Linked DNA regions of Mus musculus: all the other regions are linked to region 3. The links are chromatin contacts, called in public HiChIP or PLAC-seq and promoter capture Hi-C maps. All regions are on one chromosome and are shown on one strand. The core of a region is the stretch at or near the end of the contact, and the rest is flanking DNA. Distances in the headings are between cores, read along the strand shown. Region 1 holds the start of Etfbkmt (electron transfer flavoprotein beta subunit lysine methyltransferase). Region 2 overlaps Dennd5b (DENN/MADD domain containing 5B). Region 3 holds the start of Tmtc1 (transmembrane and tetratricopeptide repeat containing 1). Region 4 holds the start of Resf1 (retroelement silencing factor 1). Region 5 holds the start of Dennd5b (DENN/MADD domain containing 5B). Region 6 holds the start of Bicd1 (BICD cargo adaptor 1).

Region 1 (2,700 bases), core at 112-2,611, 700 kb before region 3:
ACTCAAATTATGTTACTGGAATGACATCAGGCTGGGCACAATAGTAAACTCCTGGCCTTTAATCTGAGCACTTGGGAGGCAGAGGCAGGCAGATCTCCATGGAAAAAGGAAACAATGATAAGAATTCAAGTCAGCCCTGTCTGTGTACTCGGTAATACCTGATTGAACTGGCATTACTGTCTAAAGGTTCTTGATTGGATTCAGTTTTCTCTGCCAAGAGTTTAAAAACTTCTGAGCTCAACAGGTAGCAGTGGAGAAATATCAAAACCTGAAGACAGAAGCAGACAGAATCAGATGTTGAAGAAATGCTTTTATTGGGGTAAAGAAACACACACATGCAGCAAACGCAGAGAAAAAGCCCCTCCTCGGCAAAGCAGAGGGTAGCTGAAAATAGTCCCTTCTTGAGAATTGGGGGGACGGGTTGTTTTTGATTTTGAAGTCTCTGAAGAGGTTTCCTCCCCTAATTTAGTGTGAGTCACTTTGAAGAATGAGAAAATGGTTGAAAAACTGCCCTGATCTGGCTTTGAACTTTTTGAACCAGGCCATCAGCATGGGAAGGAGAAAAAGCTACAAGGCTTTTTAAATTGCCAGGCTTTTTTTTTTTTGGTCTTGGGTCAGGTGGGTGAGGAAAAGCCAACCATCTTTAAAGTTTTCCACCTTTATTACCCATCCATGGCCCCTCTTCCTATCTGCCCACTGTAGGACTGCCTCCCTGTACTACTACTTTACAAAAAGACAGACAGACAGACCGGATGGATGGATGAACGAATAAACGAACCGAACCAACCAACTAACCAACCGCCTAGAAAGAAGGCTCGGGTATTAAGAGAGCTGCTTTTCTTCTACAGGTCCACAGATTCCAATGTCTTAGCTTCTGGAGACACATTCTGGCCTCCACAGGCGCACGTGCACACACAGATAAAGTACGTAAACAAGCAAACAGTGCAGGGCATTTCTCTAATTTCATTACTTGGGAAGCTAAGTAAGGCAGGGCTGCCTCTAACTCGAAACAGTCTAGGCTACATTGCAGCCCAGAGACTACAACCTGAGACTCTGTGCCAAGCAAACAAAAAGGTTAAACTCCAAACAATGTTGTGACCACGTTACTTTCCTCCAAAACAAAGGACAGGAGTCTACTTTAAAGGGTAGTGCAGTCCTTGTGGCCTTACCTGACTTTATTCGATCAGCAAGTGGAACTCGCCCTTCACGTGCAGGAGAAAAAAAAAAACAAGTACGGTAGGTCTCCTTTTTCGGGAGAGGAAGACTGAGCCCGTGGCTCTAACTACACAGCGTAGTGGGTACGTGAAGGCGGCGAAATTTGGAACCAATGAGACGCGGAACGCGGGGCCGCCCGGACCGAAGGGCTTACGCACCGGCTCCGCCCTCTTTCGAACTGTGTTTTGTTTTGGATGTCCCTCGGTTCCCAAGGCAACTGGGAACGCCGAAGCCCTAACCTGGCGACTCCTCAGGTCAGACCCTATAGACCTGAATGAAGCGCAATTGCACAACTCGTGTGAGCCATGTCTGCGAATTCTGATTTCTAAAACCTCTTGCTGGACTTATGCTGCTAGCACTGTATGCCAAGCATACTGTTAAGAGTATGAACCTGGAGTGGCAAGTAAAGTTTTATGACATTCAGTTGCGGTGTGTCATAATTATAAAGTCACACGTAAGACTGTTTTCAGCCTGTAGGTTCAGGATCTATTATATCCAACTTTCTAATGACTAAATTTTCCACTGGCCCCTCAACTCAAGACTTCAAAATTAACCCATTTCACCTTCATTACCGAAAATCTGCTATGATGTACAAGAAAGAAAAACATCCCAAACTAAGAAAATGGCAAACCATGTTGCTGTATCTAAATTTACAAATTGAAAAATGTTCTTCAGATGCCTGGTCAAAATCTGATTTGGGGCTTGGGGATGTAACTCAGTTATTATGAATGTTTATATAGCATGAGACCCTGGGATCCATCTCTAATTCTAGCACTTAGGAGAGGATGGTTCAAGGTCATACTCAGCAAGTTAGAAGTTAGCCTGGGATAGATGAGACACGGTCTCAAAAGGAAAGGGAAAGGGAAAAAGGGAAAGGGAAAGGGAAAAGGGAGGGAAGGAGAGGAGAAGGGAGGGGAGGGAAGGGAAGGGAAACAAAACCTGGACTCTATCTAGGTGGCTCAATGAGTAGAGGCCCACTGCCAAGCCTAACAACCTGAGTTTCTCAGGACCTACATGGTAGAAGGAAAGAAGAACTGTCCTCTGACTATCACCCCCAACACACACACACACACACACCAGAATACATACATGTAATACAAACTTTAGAAATCTGTATTTAGCGGCCAGAGAAATGCTCAGTGGTTGAACATGTATAGTGCTTGCCTAGGATCTGAGTTCTCTTCTCAGACCCATATAGGGTGGTTCACAATTCCTGTGATCCCAGCTCCAGGAGATCTGATATCTCTGGCCTACTTGGGTACTTCGTACTCATGTACGAAGACATACCCAGACACACATAATTAAAAATGAAAAATTTAAAGTTCCAGATGTAGTGACATGTGCTTCAAATCCCAGAATTTAGCCAGTATAGGTAGGTGAAGCTCTGTAAGATAAGGGCCAACCTGATCTACATAGCAAGTCCCAGACCTAGTGAGATCCTATCTCAAAAATGGGGGGTTGGGAGGGTTGGAGGAATTTTTAAAA
Region 2 (2,700 bases), core at 195-2,694, 550 kb before region 3:
AAGAGCCTAATTAATAGTGAAAGCAAGAGCTGGAGAGATGGCTCAGCAGTTAAGAGCATTCACTGCTCTTAAGTTTAAAAAGCATAATGACGAGGGGCTGGTGAGATGGCTCAGTGGTTAAGAGCACTGACTGCTCTTCCAAAGGTCCTGAGTTCAGTTCCCTGCAACCATATGGTGGCTCACAACCATCTATAATGAGATCTGATTCCCTCTTCTGGTATGTCTGAAGACAGCTACAGTGTACTCATATAAATAAAATAAATCTTTAAGAAAAATAAAATGCATAGTGAGAAGCAGAAGAGAGATTTATTCCATGTGCCCATATTGGGAAGAGAGAGAGAAATATATACACCCAATCATCCTAGGGTTTTGAGGAACAGGATTGAATTGTATTGTTTCAACAGGCTGATAATTAAAGGGAAAGACACAAGGGGGAGCCAGTTACACTGTATCTGTTAGAGCTCAAGTCCTGTGTCTGTTTGGTCTGTAGGGATCACCTGCTTCCACAGTGGATTCCATTGCTAGCAGAATGTCCTGCCATCACCCGAATGTATGAAGAGAATGCACTGCTTCGAGACCACATGACTGTCAACTCCCTTATCCGAATTCTTCAGACCATTCAGGATTTCACCATAGTCTTGGAAGGATCACTAATCAAAGGAGTGGATGTGTAAAGCAGCCGGCAGAAACTCTTCATCTACCCCTGGCTCCTGAAGCTTCCGTAACTATGGGGACCTATCTGGACCGGTCTGACCATAGTGAGCACTGCCGGGGCAGTGCACTGGAAGCCCCAGTTTGAACAGTCTCCACTCTGCAGACAAGGCAAAGTGCTGTATTGTAGTTCATTTGAACCTGAAATTTAGTATAAAATAGAGTATTTTCATGTGTTAGAAGTGTGTAAATATGCTATCTTTAAGAAATTATATTACTCTAATAAGATACTTTTCTTAGATTGAATATCCCTGTGACTTAAAATAAGTAGTTTAAAAATGTTGGGGGTGGGGAAAGCGGTGCTAGTCAGGAAGAAGCCAGTAAATGTGTACATAGTGCAACCCAGGAAGGCTTCTTTTTCCCTCCAGGTCTCACAAAGGAACCAGAATGCTTTGTCCTGAAGCAGCCATCCCTCCTGGAGTCCCATCCTGTGTGTGGTGAATGTATACAGCTTTACATAGTGTACAGCAGTCCTCATTGTACCTTTTAAGTTATAAACCATTTAATACATTTGAATTATGAGTAATTTTTTTAGTTTTTGGGAACGTTTTTCATTGGCATAAGGAAAAGATAATTAAAGTATTTTAAATATCAGACCCCAGCAAGGCATAGTGGCGCACTCCCAGCACTAGGGAGGCAGGGGCAGGTGCATCTGAGTTGCAGACCAGACAGAGCTACATAGCAAGACCCTATCTCAACAGAGAGAGAGAGAGAGAGAGAGAGAGAGAGAGAGAGAGAGAGAGAGAGCGCAAATACCAGATCCCAAGAGCTTGGCTAATTGGAAAGCAAACACAAGAAGCCCTGAGAAGCATGGGACTTTAACTTCTTTACTTTTGAAAGATTAGCCTGGAGGCTTCGTTCTTGGAATTTTTATTACTGTTCTTTGATAGGGCTTTTGAGATAATGAATTTTAGTATCAATCATATAGCCATAACTGTAAGAAACAGTGTGACTTTTAACTTGGCCATCTAAACTCTTTAAGTGGAGCTAAACTACCAGCCCAGTCTTTGTTAGGTTCCAGCCACTCCCTCTGTCCGCCCCATCCCCCCTCTCAGGAAATAAAAGGAATGTGGGAGAAGGAGGAGGTCTCAGTGTGATTTGGAATGCTTTTGTGAAGGTATTTGTTGACCATGATAATGCAAATAACAGAAGCTGAGAGAAAGAATGAAGCCTTTCTGGGTGTTTCAGGGAAATGTAAAGCAATTGTCCCAGAGAAGTTAAAAGCCACTGTGGCAGACTGAGGAGTGAATTTGACTCAAGAGACAATTTAGGAACTCCTGAAACCTTTCTAGTTTGATAGCTTATTTATTTTTTTGTTAAGCAAATGTTAGCAACTACATAAATCTTTATCTTTTGGTGAGTAAGTTTCGGAACTCTAATTAGGCACCGATACCTTGTTAGTAGCAAAATTGCCTCGGCAGAGCTCCAGGTTTTATTCCCTGTTGTAGCTGAAAACCCAAGCCATGGCCTCTCAGGATCCGTGTGCAATCTCAGGGCCCTGGGCTCTTGCCAGCAGTGCTGTTTTCCTGTTTACTGGAGGAAGGGACTAATAGATCAAGTACCTCATGCCCTTTATCAGAAACTCTGAAGAAAAGGGTTGCTGAGGATACATTTACACACCCATGGAAAGAAAGGGCTTAGAACATGTCTCTAGATGACCTGTGTAACCCAGTGGTTTGTTTACTTAGAATAAGGGTGTTTATAGTAGAATGAGAGTATTCTAGAGACCAATCTACTTACTATAGGAAACATCCACAAATTAAGATACAGTCCATCCCAGGGTTTTATTGCTGTCTTTTCCCATGGGGCCATCCTGATGCTGAGCGCTTGGTGGACTTTTAAGTCAGTGTTCCACAGTTGAGTCCCAACAGCAAGTACAGCCTCTTCATTTTATAGGTGAAAATAGGACACTTCAAATCAAAGACTTTGTATTCTTGCCCTCTCCCCCTTGACAACACAAGGGTTAGAATTTATGCTTTTTACCACACC
Region 3 (2,700 bases), core at 55-2,554:
ATAAACAAAACATCAAAAGAGGCAAGAATGGATCCTGTCTTGGACTATGTCCCTGTTAATTTGGGAACTGCTGCATTAAGTGCTCTGGTGTTTAAATTTAAGGAGCCATCGGGAGGCTCAAAGAACAAATTCTCCTTTCCATTTCAAGTTTCTTTTCTTTCTTGTCAAAAGTTTGATGTTGTTTGGCTTTTGTTTGTTTTAATGACGACTTTATTTTGAGGTTTGGGGTCTGGATGTATGAAGTCTCAGTTAATTTCAGTAATAAAGCCATGTCCATTCACAAGTGGCCTGAAAGAACCAACGGGGCTTTTCAGTATTAGGGGAAGTCAGTGTTTTTCTGGAATACCTCATTTATTTGTTGTGATTGGCATTCAAAAGTAGAACAGTTTCGAGAAAGACAGGAAGTTTCTGAGCCAGAGGCAATGCCAAGGCAGTCCATAGTTTTAATTTGTATTTAAGGGTCAAGGCAGTCTCCCAGGAGACAATAATTATTCCCAAGAGATCCAACCAGTAAAATAGCAGGTAAAGTAGCTGGGCCTGGGCAGCTGAGGTAGGGGGTACTCTAGGATTCGAGATCAGCCTGGCTTCTGTAGCCAATGCCCAGGACTGCCTGAATGTCAGCCTAAGGCAGGGTCTCAAAACCAAAACCAAAAGAAAGCCAGAAGTAATGTGTTCAGCGCCTCCTTCATTGCTTAAGAGTTTAAGGGAAAAACAAAAGGAAGAGCTTCCCATACGGAAATAAAAATCAAAACCGGGCTTATTATAAGCAGCAGCAGAAACAGCAAGGAGGCAGTTCACAGCCGGGGATGCACCCCTGGGCTTTGGGGAAAGGACTGCTGCGCGCGTTGCGTTCCCAGGACTGGGGCATAGCACCTTGGAAGACTTTAAGCCCTGCGGGTGCTGGAGCTTGTCCCCCATCTGTCCAGCTGGTTTCGAATCGCTCACGCCTCCAGGGAGAGAGGGTGTCCGGGTCCAGACTGAGTACCTGACAAGCCTGCCGATTTGCGGCCGGGAGGCGGCGGGGACCTGCCCCTCCGCAGCTGAGACCGGCTGGGGACTGGTCTGGGAAAGCAGTTGGGCGTACCCGGTGGGACCCTGGGTGGCCTTCCCGCGTGTCCCCTCAAGCCCTGCGGCGACCCGCTAAACCTGCGCGCTCTGGCTGTCCCGGACTCAGCGCCAGCTGGTAGAGGCCAGGTGTTGGGGACCTCAGGTCCCAGGATCCAGGAGGCGGAGGCGCGCAAGCGGGCATGCGCAGAGTGGGCGGAGGCGGCGGCGATGGCCCGGGGAGGCGGGGGGATCGCTGTTTATTTGCAGCTGGGCCACCGCGGCGGCAGAGCACCGGGCGCCCGGGCGGGGACAGTGGGCGTGCGATGCCTGAGCCAAGCAGGCCGCTGCGCGCCCGGGTCCCGGCCGGGGAGGATGCGCGCTGCGCGGGAGCGGCCGTGCGGGCGGTGCGATGCTGGTGACCCGCGGGGACCGCGGCGGCGGGGAGCGCGCGCCCTCGCGGCGCCCGCGCTGCGGGCTGGTTCCAGCGGGGGCCGCGGCGCTGCTAGCTGGGGCCAGCTGCCTTTGCTACGGCCGCTCGCTGCGGGGCGAGTTTGTACACGACGATGTGTGGGCGATCGTGAACAACCCCGACGTGCGGCCCGGGACACCGCTGCGCTGGGCCATCTTCGCTAACGACTTCTGGGGCAAGGGCCTGGCGGACAGCACCAGCCACAAGTCCTATCGGCCACTGTGCGTGCTGTCCTTCAGGTGAGCCTGTGCGTCCTGGGGTCTAGACGCCTCTCCTTGGAGAAGGGATGGTACGGCGGGGACACTTCTGACAGGTCCCTCGGTACCTCCTCTAGGTTGTTCTCCCCTTTCTCTCAGTTCTACCCCTGGTCTTTTAGTCATCAGCCAGATCCTCCTGGATTTATCTTGTGTTCTGGCTGTTCAGTCTGGTCCTCTAGGTTCTACGCTTTGCATCTCTGCCCTGTTCCGTTCTCCAATCTCTGCCCCAGGTCCTCTGGGCTCTATGCTTGGCGCTCCTGATTCTATCTTAAGTGTTCTCCAGGGTCTGTCCCAGGCCCTCACAACTCTAGTATTCTGTCAGCGCAGCCCCAGATTTTCTCTGAACGAGGTTCTCTCCGCTCTGCCCCGAGATCTCGTTGCTCTGGCTGGGTTCTCTCGGGTCGGACTCTGATCCTATTGCTCCAGGCTTAGTCCTGAATCCACCTGGCTCTACCTCTGGTCATTACCCGGGACAGCTTAAGGTTCTCAAGGCTTTGCTCAGGTTCTGAAGCACTACATCGTTTTCTTCTGGCTCTGTTTTGGGTACTCTCCGCGCTACTCGGGGAGATCTCTGCTCTGCCCTATATCTTCCCAGCTAAACCTAGGTTCTCCCGCGCTTCCTGGCTGCGGAGTTGGGACCGAGTTCTGCCTGCTATGTCCCCCGGGGCTTCAAGGATGGCAGACTTCTCGCTGGAGCTTTTCCTACCCGCGATTAGCGGGTTCCAGAGGGTGGCGATGCTCCAAGTTGTCAGCTTCTCCAGGGAGGTTGTACTGCTGGGCAGATGAGGAATAAAGGGACCGGACCAGGTGGCCTACGATGCTCCTGAAGCTGCTATGCTGTGGGTGTTCCAGGTAGGAGCTAGGGAGAGGTGTCAGGCACCCTACTCTGAGCACCGGGCTTTGCGTACTGGGATGCTAATAGCCTCC
Region 4 (2,700 bases), core at 166-2,665, 870 kb before region 3:
CAATCTGGCTGAGTTCTATCTCGAACACTGCCAAAATTCAAAACAAAACAAAAAATGCAAAAATCATCTCTCCTCTATCTCATGAAGGCAAAAAATAAAATTGTTAAGTACCATACCAACAACATTATTTCTTAAGCTTTGCCATCAAATCTACTGTGTCCCATTGGATCTGTGACAGTTTTGTTTGGTGATAGTTTTTTGAGTCTTTCACTATGCAGTCCTAGCTAAACTGAAATTTGGTATGTAGATTAGGCTAGCCTTTAACTCAAAGATCTGTCTGACTTGGTCTCCCAAATGCAAAAATTGAAGGCAAGCACATGCTAGGCAAGTTCTGTAGGTTTAACTAGTGTTGATTCAATGATACTCTTTATTCTAAAATAAGTTAGTCCACGGTACAATGCAAATAGTCATCCAGTAGAACCAGGATAGGCTTTATAAAAGGCAAACTTACCTGTAAATACAATTTTACCTTTTAATCTCTTCCACAAGGTATTCACGCCTCTAATTCTATGAAAATCAAGAAACAAGAAAGCAAGAGTTAAGGTCTAGTACATTTCCCTTACAGTGTCATTGAGACCATACTAAGTTTACTGAATTTATTTCAATTGTGCTAAAAACAAAACTACTGAATTAGGCTACTCTCAAAATATTCCCTGCCACTAGAATTCAAGCGGGCTTCTCCAAGTCCACTACTGCCCTTTAATACCAAAGCAAAAATACTTCTTTAGTAATTTTAGTGGACTGATAAAAGAGAACCTGATGGGGGCTGAGTGGAGCAATAACTAAGACCTTAGTATATCTGAATGGTAACAAGAAACAAACTTAAGATTCCCCTTAACTGTAACACACCCAGCAGACAATTTAAATCCCCACGCAAGTTCTGTAGTTGGCCTACTGAAATGCAAGCCAGCTCACCCACTTTACCTGTTTTTCCATTTTTCTAGGAAGGCACTCTTAAGTACCACAAATGCAAACAGATTCCAAGATGCTGCGGGCCGCGGCGCTCACACAGGCCTGGGCGCTCGAAGGCGGAGCGCAAGGCAATTCCGCTGGGTCGCAGGGGGGCCAAGGAGCGGAAGACCGAGACAGAAAGAAACCGAAAAACAAAACAAAGCTCTGCTTCTCCTTCCGAAACCGGAAGGGACGCTTAGCTGCAACAAGCCCGCCTGCTTCTCGGGCCAACAACCTCAGACCGCGCCCGCCCGGCGCGCAGCGACCCCGCGGTACAGCGAGGACCCGGGCGGCGCCCCTCCGCCGGGACAGAGGTGGCGAAAACCCAGCCCCGAGCCCAGGGGGCCGAACAAAAGCCCGATCCGAAGCAGACCTGCCGCCCGGCGGGTGCTTACACGCCAATAGCAAGGGACGAGGCCTCTGCCAAGCGCAGAGCGCGCAGAGGTTTGGTGGCAGCCTTCGTTGGGGCGGGTCCAGCTGGGTCCCCACTCCGCCCCCGAGCGCTTGCACCAGGGCCGCGGTCCTAGTGCCGGGCAGGTGTGCCTTCTACAGTCTGAGGGGAGAAAAAAGCTCAGCCTTGCACCTAGAATTTATATGAGAATCACCTGAGGGTGTAAGACCCCCAGGCCTTACAATCATATTATGATGGGTCAGCAAATCAGCAGAATATTTTTAAACTCATTGGTCAGCTACCAATGTCGCGGGGGAATTCTGGCAGCAAGGTCAGAGCAATTTGTGGTTTTTCTTGGAATTTAGTGCGAGGCGGGACAGGAGAACTGTTATTATTTGTTATAGTTATTTCTCCGAGAACTGCTAATCTTGTTTTCGCAGCTTTAGACTTGGTCTGGTCATTTTGACTGCTAAAACTATATTTCTACAAGGGCTTCTGGAGTGAAACGTCAAGGGCCAGTGGAAATATATTGTTGGGGTTCAGGAATCGCCACACAAACTGAAAAGAGTGAATTGGCCTGATGGAATTGGGCTCCTGAGTGCAGGAATTTGTTCAATAAATGCTGTTTGCTGTTGCATAGTATTTGAGTCTGGGATATCATTCTTCAGAGATTCATGTTCATATACTAACAAAAGTATATGAACAGTGATCCAGTTAAGCAACTTACTGAACACTTACCCTATTAATAAACCTTCAGGACTGCAAAAAGAACTCAGAAACATAATTATATTCCTAGTCTGCTCTCAGGGTAGGCTTTTTATAGGGAAAATAACAAAACATTTAATGGGCAAGAAGGGAAGCAGTAGGCTTACTAGGCAAAGTATTATCAGCTAACTTTTAAGCTGATTGGTCCTAGGTAAGGAATGGAGGTGTAAGACCTCCGAGGCTTTACCCTGGGTGCGCAAGCCCAAAAACACAACTTGACAACAGATCGCTGCAATGGCAAGAGGTTTATTGTTCTGACACGTCGCAGGGAGGGTCAACCCCAGAGCTCAGAAAGCATAGTTCCTTTATACATTTTGTGGAGGGTTGGACAGCCATATTATGATGGGTCAGCAAAGCAGCAGTATATTTTAAAACTCATTGGTCAGCTACTAATGTTTCAGGGAATTCTGGCAAGAAGGTCAGTTTGTGTTTTTTCTCGGAATTTAGTGCGAGGTGGGGCAGGAGACTTTTTCCGAGAACTGTTATTTTTCTGAGAACTGCTAATCTTGTTTTGGCAGCTGTAGACTTGGTCGGTTCATTTTGACCCCTAAAACTATGATTTCTACAGAGGGTGGTACATGGGTGGTGAACAT
Region 5 (2,700 bases), core at 135-2,634, 660 kb before region 3:
ACATACACACACACACAATGTCATTTTAAAAAGTCTTTAAAATTAAAATAAGTTTGGTGAACTTATTTGATCACCAAAAAGGTTAAAGAAATGAAAGCAGAAGGAGTTGGTGTGAAAAGGAAGGAGATCAGAGGGAATGGGGTGGGACAGGGGGTACAAGAAGGTTATAAAAAGATATGATCAAAATATGTACATGAAGCTGGGTTGTGGTGGCACATGCCTTTAATCCCAGCACTGAGAAGGCAGAGGCAGGAGGATCTCTGTGTGTTTGAGGCCAGCCTGGTCTACAAATAGAGTTCTAGGACAGCGAGAGCTGTCACACAAAGAAACCCTGTCTCAAAAAACAAAACAAGAAAGTACATGTATGGAAATGTCATGATTAAATACAGTATTCTATATATGTTAATAAAACAAAACTAAATCATTACTGTTTACAATTTTATAAATCAGTTACTGCTCAAATGAACAGAAAGCATGTTTCTTGATTAGCACAAACAATAAATCAGTTTTCTGCTATATTTGACTAGCTTAGAATCTAACATCCTGCAAGAAGCCACCAACAAAAATAGAAATACTCAGTAAAATATTTTTATGTGTACTCTGTATAATAGAAGCAATAATTGCATAACATTAAATGTCCATATACATTACAGATTTCAAAGTTGGTTATTTTCCCAGTAGCACCATCCTGATACTACCTAGATTATCATCATTCTTTCCTTCACTAAAATATAAATGGCAGGTCAAGTGGGACCCAAGGTTCTATAGATACTGGAAAGAATGAACCAGGAAGCATAAATACTCCCCATCCCAAGTACAATCCAGCTAAAATGGTAAGAGAAGTCATTTCAAGGGTTCCGGAAGATTATTGGAAGGTACGATAGAAGCTAAGAGTCAATTACCCAGGTTGTTATTTACCCTCCTCATTTTTGTGTGTGTTGAGATGGAGTCTCACTAGGTAGAGAGGCTCATCTCCAACTCCGGATCCTCCTGCCTCAGTCACAGGAGTGCTGGAATTATAGATGTGAGTCACCACGTCCTGCCGGGGACTAGGATCTTAAAATGGTTTAAGCATCTGCATGACAGTTTAAAAATACGGTACAGACGTTGTGGGAAATGACCTCAGCGTGCTGTCTCCCTTTTCCAAAGCTACGTTATTGTTTAGGTTGGGTTGGGCGACATCCTCTCTGGAAGATACGATCCTGCTCTGCGGCTCGTGCTCAACCGACTGTTGGGGGCTGCACCGTGCAAGAGAGGTTTCCTCAATATTACCGCGGGTGGGCACGCACCCAGACGCGCCCCCGATCCTCCGAGCTCACTGGTGCGCGCCCCGAACCGCGCGCCACCGAGCTCTGCGGGCGCTCCCGTCGCGCAGCGCGGTTCAGTTGACCCGCGGGCGCCAGACGCTGCGCTCCAGCGGGCGCAGCCGCGGCGGCGCGGGCCTCCCTAGCTGACACTCCCCCTGCGCGCCCCTCCCCCGCCGCGGCGGAATCCCGCCCGCCCTCCGGTCCGCGCGCGAGCCCGAGGCCGCTTCCTCGGTACCAGCGTCTAGAAGGATCCCGGCCGCGGCGATTGCGCGGCCATGGGCGCGCCGGGCTCGTCCTAGGGTCGCGGCGGAGACCGCAGTCGGAGCGCCGCGGTGGCCTCCTCCGCGAGGGAAGCCTGCGACGCTTCTCAGCGAGGCTTCTCATCGGTTCACGCCGGAGAGCCTCCTCCGCGAACCCCAGCGACGGTCGCACCGGCAGCGCGGCGGGATGAGCGGTAGCAGCGCGGCGCCGGGCCCGGGCTCGGGGTCCTCCCCGGCCGCCTGTCGCTTCGCGCACTACTTCGTGCTGTGCGGGATCGATGCGGACAGCGGGCTGGAGCCCGACGAGCTGGCGGGTAAGGCCGGGCTGGCTTTGGAGGCGCTAGGGAGGCGAGGTGCGGGCTCCAGACAAAAAGTCGGCGGCTATAGCCGCGCTCCGGCTAGATGGGCACTCGTGGGCGACATAATGACATTGTTGTTAATTCCGCGCTCTGGCTAAGCCCCTGGGTGTTGGGTCCTTGTAACCGGCGCGGGTCCCCAGAGGGCCCGACCCTCCGCTGCTCGCGGGTGGCTCATGGTGCGCGGGACCGGGCTGTGCAGTGGTTCGTGAAGTTTGGCCCTGGCGGCGGATGCGGTGGTCGGCAGCTCCATGAAGGAGTCGGGACCGCGGGGCTACGGTGAGGTCCGCTCGGGCAGGAGGCCCAGCGGGATCGACCCCGACCGCTCTGGGTCGGCGCCACCCCTCCCCCTGGTTCTGCGATGACGAGCGAGTCACCCTTTGGAATCCTGTGGATTTGGCAGTGCCAGTGCCGCGAGCTAGCGAGGACCTTTGGACGCTTGGGTTGCGGCCTGATGCTTTGTTGATACCCCTGCCTGGTTCCTGAGTTGATGTAGTTGGACAATCCTCCCCAAGAGGGGCGCGCCGTGAATCACTGCCGAGGTGTCACTGGAGGAGCATGGCCCCCATTTGACGGGTTTGGTGACGCAGTGCGGGACTGAGCTGGGGAACGTACCCTGGGAACCCGGGCAGTTGAAGGATGGTAGGGACCGGGGAATGCGAAATGTAGAAAGCAGGCCGGGGAGAAATGACTGACTGAATTTTTCATTCCGCTTTCCTCCTTGGAATCTGAATTGTGATTTTTTTTTTTTTTTTTTTTTTTGGTAAGGGTGAGACA
Region 6 (2,700 bases), core at 189-2,688, 960 kb before region 3:
GAAATATAAAAATAGGGGGGGAAATGTTATTCACAGAACATTGGTGATATTCTGATTTTATAAATACAGTAATTTCAACCTGAAGGGCCATATTTGATAGGCAAGGCATAGATATCCATATATTTTACATTTCTTTCTCATGTCTCACCATATGGAGATGATTTTGATTTTCCTCAGTCTCAGGGTGCCTTCTATAAGACATAAGCATAGCCCAGCCTTGCACAGAGGTGAAATTAAGGGCAGCAAAACCACCCAGCAAAGTTGTTTTGCTCCTACAGCCCCATGACAAGGACTAAAGCCAACGTCAAACGGGACTGGTGAGTCCTAATAACTAGTTCCTATTTCACCAAGGAGCAATTACTCAGCAGACGACTGAAGTACCAAATTCTACCATCCTGAAATTGTAGGTCCTCAGGCACAAACCTCATCAATTGGATGGATTATGGTCATTGATATCTGGGTTTGAAATAACAGCAGTTTGAGAAGTTTGATTTATGCATTTCAACCCAATTCAATGTTACCTGCCAGCACGGATGCCTGAAGACTTCTTGTGACTCTCCCTCCCCCACATAATAAAGAGCTTCCCATTCCAGCTTATGCATTCATTTCTTGGGTAATTTTTCTATTGGTGAAAACAATGGACTCTTTCAATATTCTCTTATCAACAAAGGGCTCTAAGATGAAGTCCTTCTGGCCATATCCCTTCTGACTTCTTTACAGTGATGACTGGCACTGAGAAATGCCAAACCTGGAGAGGGAAATAGGAGACGGGTTGCTCACCTCTCTGAGCTGCTCCAGCTCTTGTTTGAGGCCGTCATACTCGGCCTCCAGCTCGTCATACTGTTGCTTGAGAGTCAGTTTCTCCTCCAGCACCACCAGCCCATACTCTGCAGCCTGGATCTTCTCATGGGTCGTTTCTGTGAGCTCCTTGGTCAGTCTCTCTATTTCAGTCTTATATTGGTCTACCGTCTTCAGCGCCTCCTCTGCGGCCATAGCGGGGTGGCGGAGATAGACGCAAAGCAGAAGGGAAAAGGAGAAGCAAATAGGAATGAAAATAAAAATGGAAAAGAAAAGTGCCTGATGAATAATAGGTAGAGCGCCCTGAGGCCCGGCCGGCAGCTGCGGCTACACGGCCGGAAGCACTGAGGAGGAATACATGGAATATGGGAGGAATATACCCTGCAGCATGGAGACTGCAAGGTGATGACCGCAGCCGGGATCCTCCGGGCCACGCGCCGGGGCAGTCAGCAGCCAAGCTGCATGGCCAAGGGGCAACTCGCGCAGCAAGAGACTCCGGTTCTGCGGCCTCAGAGGCGCGTGGCCGCCATGTCTCAGGCCGCGTCACTGCGGTCCACCGCCCAATGCTCCGTGGGAGGCTGAGCTCCACCTGCTTGCTGGGCCCTGCGGCAGCCAGTGCACACAGATGCGGACTCCAACTGGTCCTCTTCCTCTCAGCCACTCAGAATGCAGGGAGGTAGGGAAGGGGAGGAGCAAATCCAAAACCCCACCGAGCCTCGCAGCGCAGCACAGCCGACTGCTGAAGAGGGATGAGGGCAGAGGGACCCAGAACTAGCTGAGGAATGATGGGAGACTACGGAGGGCTGAGGAGGGGGAACCGCGCTGAGGCGGAATGAAGGCTGAGGAAAATGGGTGTCTTAAAGAGAAGTGGAGGCTAAGGAGGCTGGGGGATGGAAGAGGACTGCATCTGAGAAGAGATGCTAGACTGAGGAAGCCAGGGCAGCTGAAGAAAGGGCAAGGGTGTTGGAAAGGGTGATTGGTGTCTGAAAGATCAGAACACTAAGAAGGCCTCCAACGGGCTAAGTTTTCTGAGGTGGGAATTCGAAGCCTACTGGAGTGCAGTGAGCCCACAGAAAACAAACAGAGCTAGTGCTTTCAAGAATGCTGCTTTTCCAAAGCTTGATAGATGTACCTTGGGAGTCCTTCCTCCTTTCTCAGACTCTGTCTAATTTGGTCTAGTCCACCTAACACTCTACCAGAGAACTTTGCTGTCCCCCAACCTAAGCCTCTGTGCACTTAGTTCATCATACTACCTTACTGCATAACGTAATTACTGGAGAGATGTGAACAAATATCTATTCACCCCAGTAAGGCTACCACCACAGTCCAACTTGATGAACCAACGGGTTTTATTGAAATAATATTTAAAGGAATATAAGTGAGGGGTTATTTACAGAAACAGAAATGACTCAAAAATATCTACATCACCAAAAGCCCACCCCAGGGGTGACAGATCATAGACACTGGAAAACCTGAACCATACTACACAACTTGAAAGCAGCTCAGTAGGTTGGAGACTGTCTGTTTCACATAGCTCTGGTGATTTGTGTCTCTCCTAGGTAGCTAAGCATGTCTGTCCCAACTCTCGGCCTGCTTTCCTGATTATATATCCTTGGGGAAGGAGTGAATCTCATTAGTTTCATGAATTTACGGAAGCCTTTGAGTTGTTTACTTCCTGGGTTTAAGAGCTTCCTAGAAGGATGGAATGTTTTACTTCTCTTTAGAACATCCTGTATATTGAAATTCTGTTAAGATGAACTGTTCTATCTGGGAGGAAATTGTTGTATAACATCTGCAGGTGCTCAGTAAGTCTCTAGGCCAGTGGTTCTCAACCTGTGGGTAGAAACCCCTTCAGGGCTTGAACAATCCTTTCACAAAGGTCTCATATCAGACATTTACATT

What was found. Promoter capture Hi-C pulls out the DNA fragments that hold promoters and counts their contacts. HiChIP or PLAC-seq counts read pairs in DNA pulled down with a chosen protein or histone mark. Capture Hi-C pulls out chosen DNA fragments and counts their contacts.
Region 1: a promoter capture Hi-C map of adipose tissue shows a contact between it and region 3. The contact joins the promoter of Etfbkmt here to the promoter of Tmtc1 in region 3. A contact is called at or near these places in 1 of 39 promoter capture datasets (stem cell-derived epiblast-like cells), 2 of 484 Hi-C or Micro-C datasets (both in embryonic stem cells), 3 of 115 datasets of contacts at active chromatin or transcription factors (embryonic stem cells, stem cell-derived neural progenitor cells and stem cell-derived stembryo) and 1 of 9 other capture datasets (adipose tissue).
Region 2: an H3K4me3 HiChIP or PLAC-seq map of embryonic stem cells shows a contact between it and region 3, with 9 times the contacts expected there. The contact joins the enhancer-like site here to the promoter of Tmtc1 in region 3. A contact is called at or near these places in 2 of 39 promoter capture datasets (cranial neural crest and stem cell-derived epiblast-like cells), 2 of 484 Hi-C or Micro-C datasets (both in embryonic stem cells), 6 of 115 datasets of contacts at active chromatin or transcription factors (embryonic stem cells and stem cell-derived neural progenitor cells) and 1 of 9 other capture datasets (embryonic stem cells).
Region 4: an H3K4me3 HiChIP or PLAC-seq map of embryonic stem cells shows a contact between it and region 3, with 7 read pairs. The contact joins the promoter of Resf1 here to the promoter of Tmtc1 in region 3. A contact is called at or near these places in 2 of 115 datasets of contacts at active chromatin or transcription factors (embryonic stem cells and memory CD8 T cells).
Region 5: an H3K4me3 HiChIP or PLAC-seq map of embryonic stem cells shows a contact between it and region 3, with 3 times the contacts expected there. The contact joins the promoter of Dennd5b here to the promoter of Tmtc1 in region 3. A contact is called at or near these places in 3 of 39 promoter capture datasets (cranial neural crest, hippocampal neurons and pre-B cells), 12 of 484 Hi-C or Micro-C datasets (embryonic stem cells and uterus), 8 of 115 datasets of contacts at active chromatin or transcription factors (embryonic stem cells, neural tube, pancreatic cancer cells and 1 more) and 1 of 9 other capture datasets (embryonic stem cells).
Region 6: a promoter capture Hi-C map of liver shows a contact between it and region 3, with 3 times the contacts expected there. The contact joins the promoter of Bicd1 here to the promoter of Tmtc1 in region 3. A contact is called at or near these places in 3 of 39 promoter capture datasets (erythroid cells and liver) and 1 of 115 datasets of contacts at active chromatin or transcription factors (embryonic stem cells).

The regions. Positions count from the first base shown.
Region 1 is chr6:149,140,174-149,142,873 of GRCm38.p6, reverse strand. Etfbkmt (electron transfer flavoprotein beta subunit lysine methyltransferase) reads right to left here and starts at 1,361. Exons shown (of 5, transcript NM_001252095.1): 1 at 1,170-1,361; 2 at 159-268.
Region 2 is chr6:148,991,680-148,994,379 of GRCm38.p6, reverse strand. It overlaps Dennd5b (DENN/MADD domain containing 5B), which reads left to right. Exons shown (of 21, transcript NM_177192.3): 21 at 491-2,700. The coding sequence ends at 674. Among named protein-coding and RNA genes, the nearest start is that of Gm25539, 26 kb to the right of the region's middle. Within about 2 kb of position 1,444, at least 58 of the 459 cell types and tissues checked have an H3K27ac peak or open chromatin away from gene starts, as enhancers often do. A contact at or near this core is called in embryonic stem cells and stem cell-derived epiblast-like cells, where this site is marked.
Region 3 is chr6:148,442,956-148,445,655 of GRCm38.p6, reverse strand. Tmtc1 (transmembrane and tetratricopeptide repeat containing 1) reads left to right here and starts at 1,304. Exons shown (of 20, transcript NM_198967.5): 1 at 1,304-1,755. The coding sequence starts at 1,457.
Region 4 is chr6:149,308,129-149,310,828 of GRCm38.p6, reverse strand. Resf1 (retroelement silencing factor 1) reads right to left here and starts at 1,415. Exons shown (of 5, transcript NM_026054.3): 1 at 925-1,415; 2 at 452-507.
Region 5 is chr6:149,100,364-149,103,063 of GRCm38.p6, reverse strand. It overlaps Dennd5b (DENN/MADD domain containing 5B), which reads left to right and starts at 1,384. Exons shown (of 21, transcript NM_177192.3): 1 at 1,384-1,881. The coding sequence starts at 1,755.
Region 6 is chr6:149,407,722-149,410,421 of GRCm38.p6, reverse strand. It overlaps Bicd1 (BICD cargo adaptor 1), which reads right to left and starts at 1,438. Exons shown (of 9, transcript NM_009753.4): 1 at 781-1,438. The coding sequence starts at 993.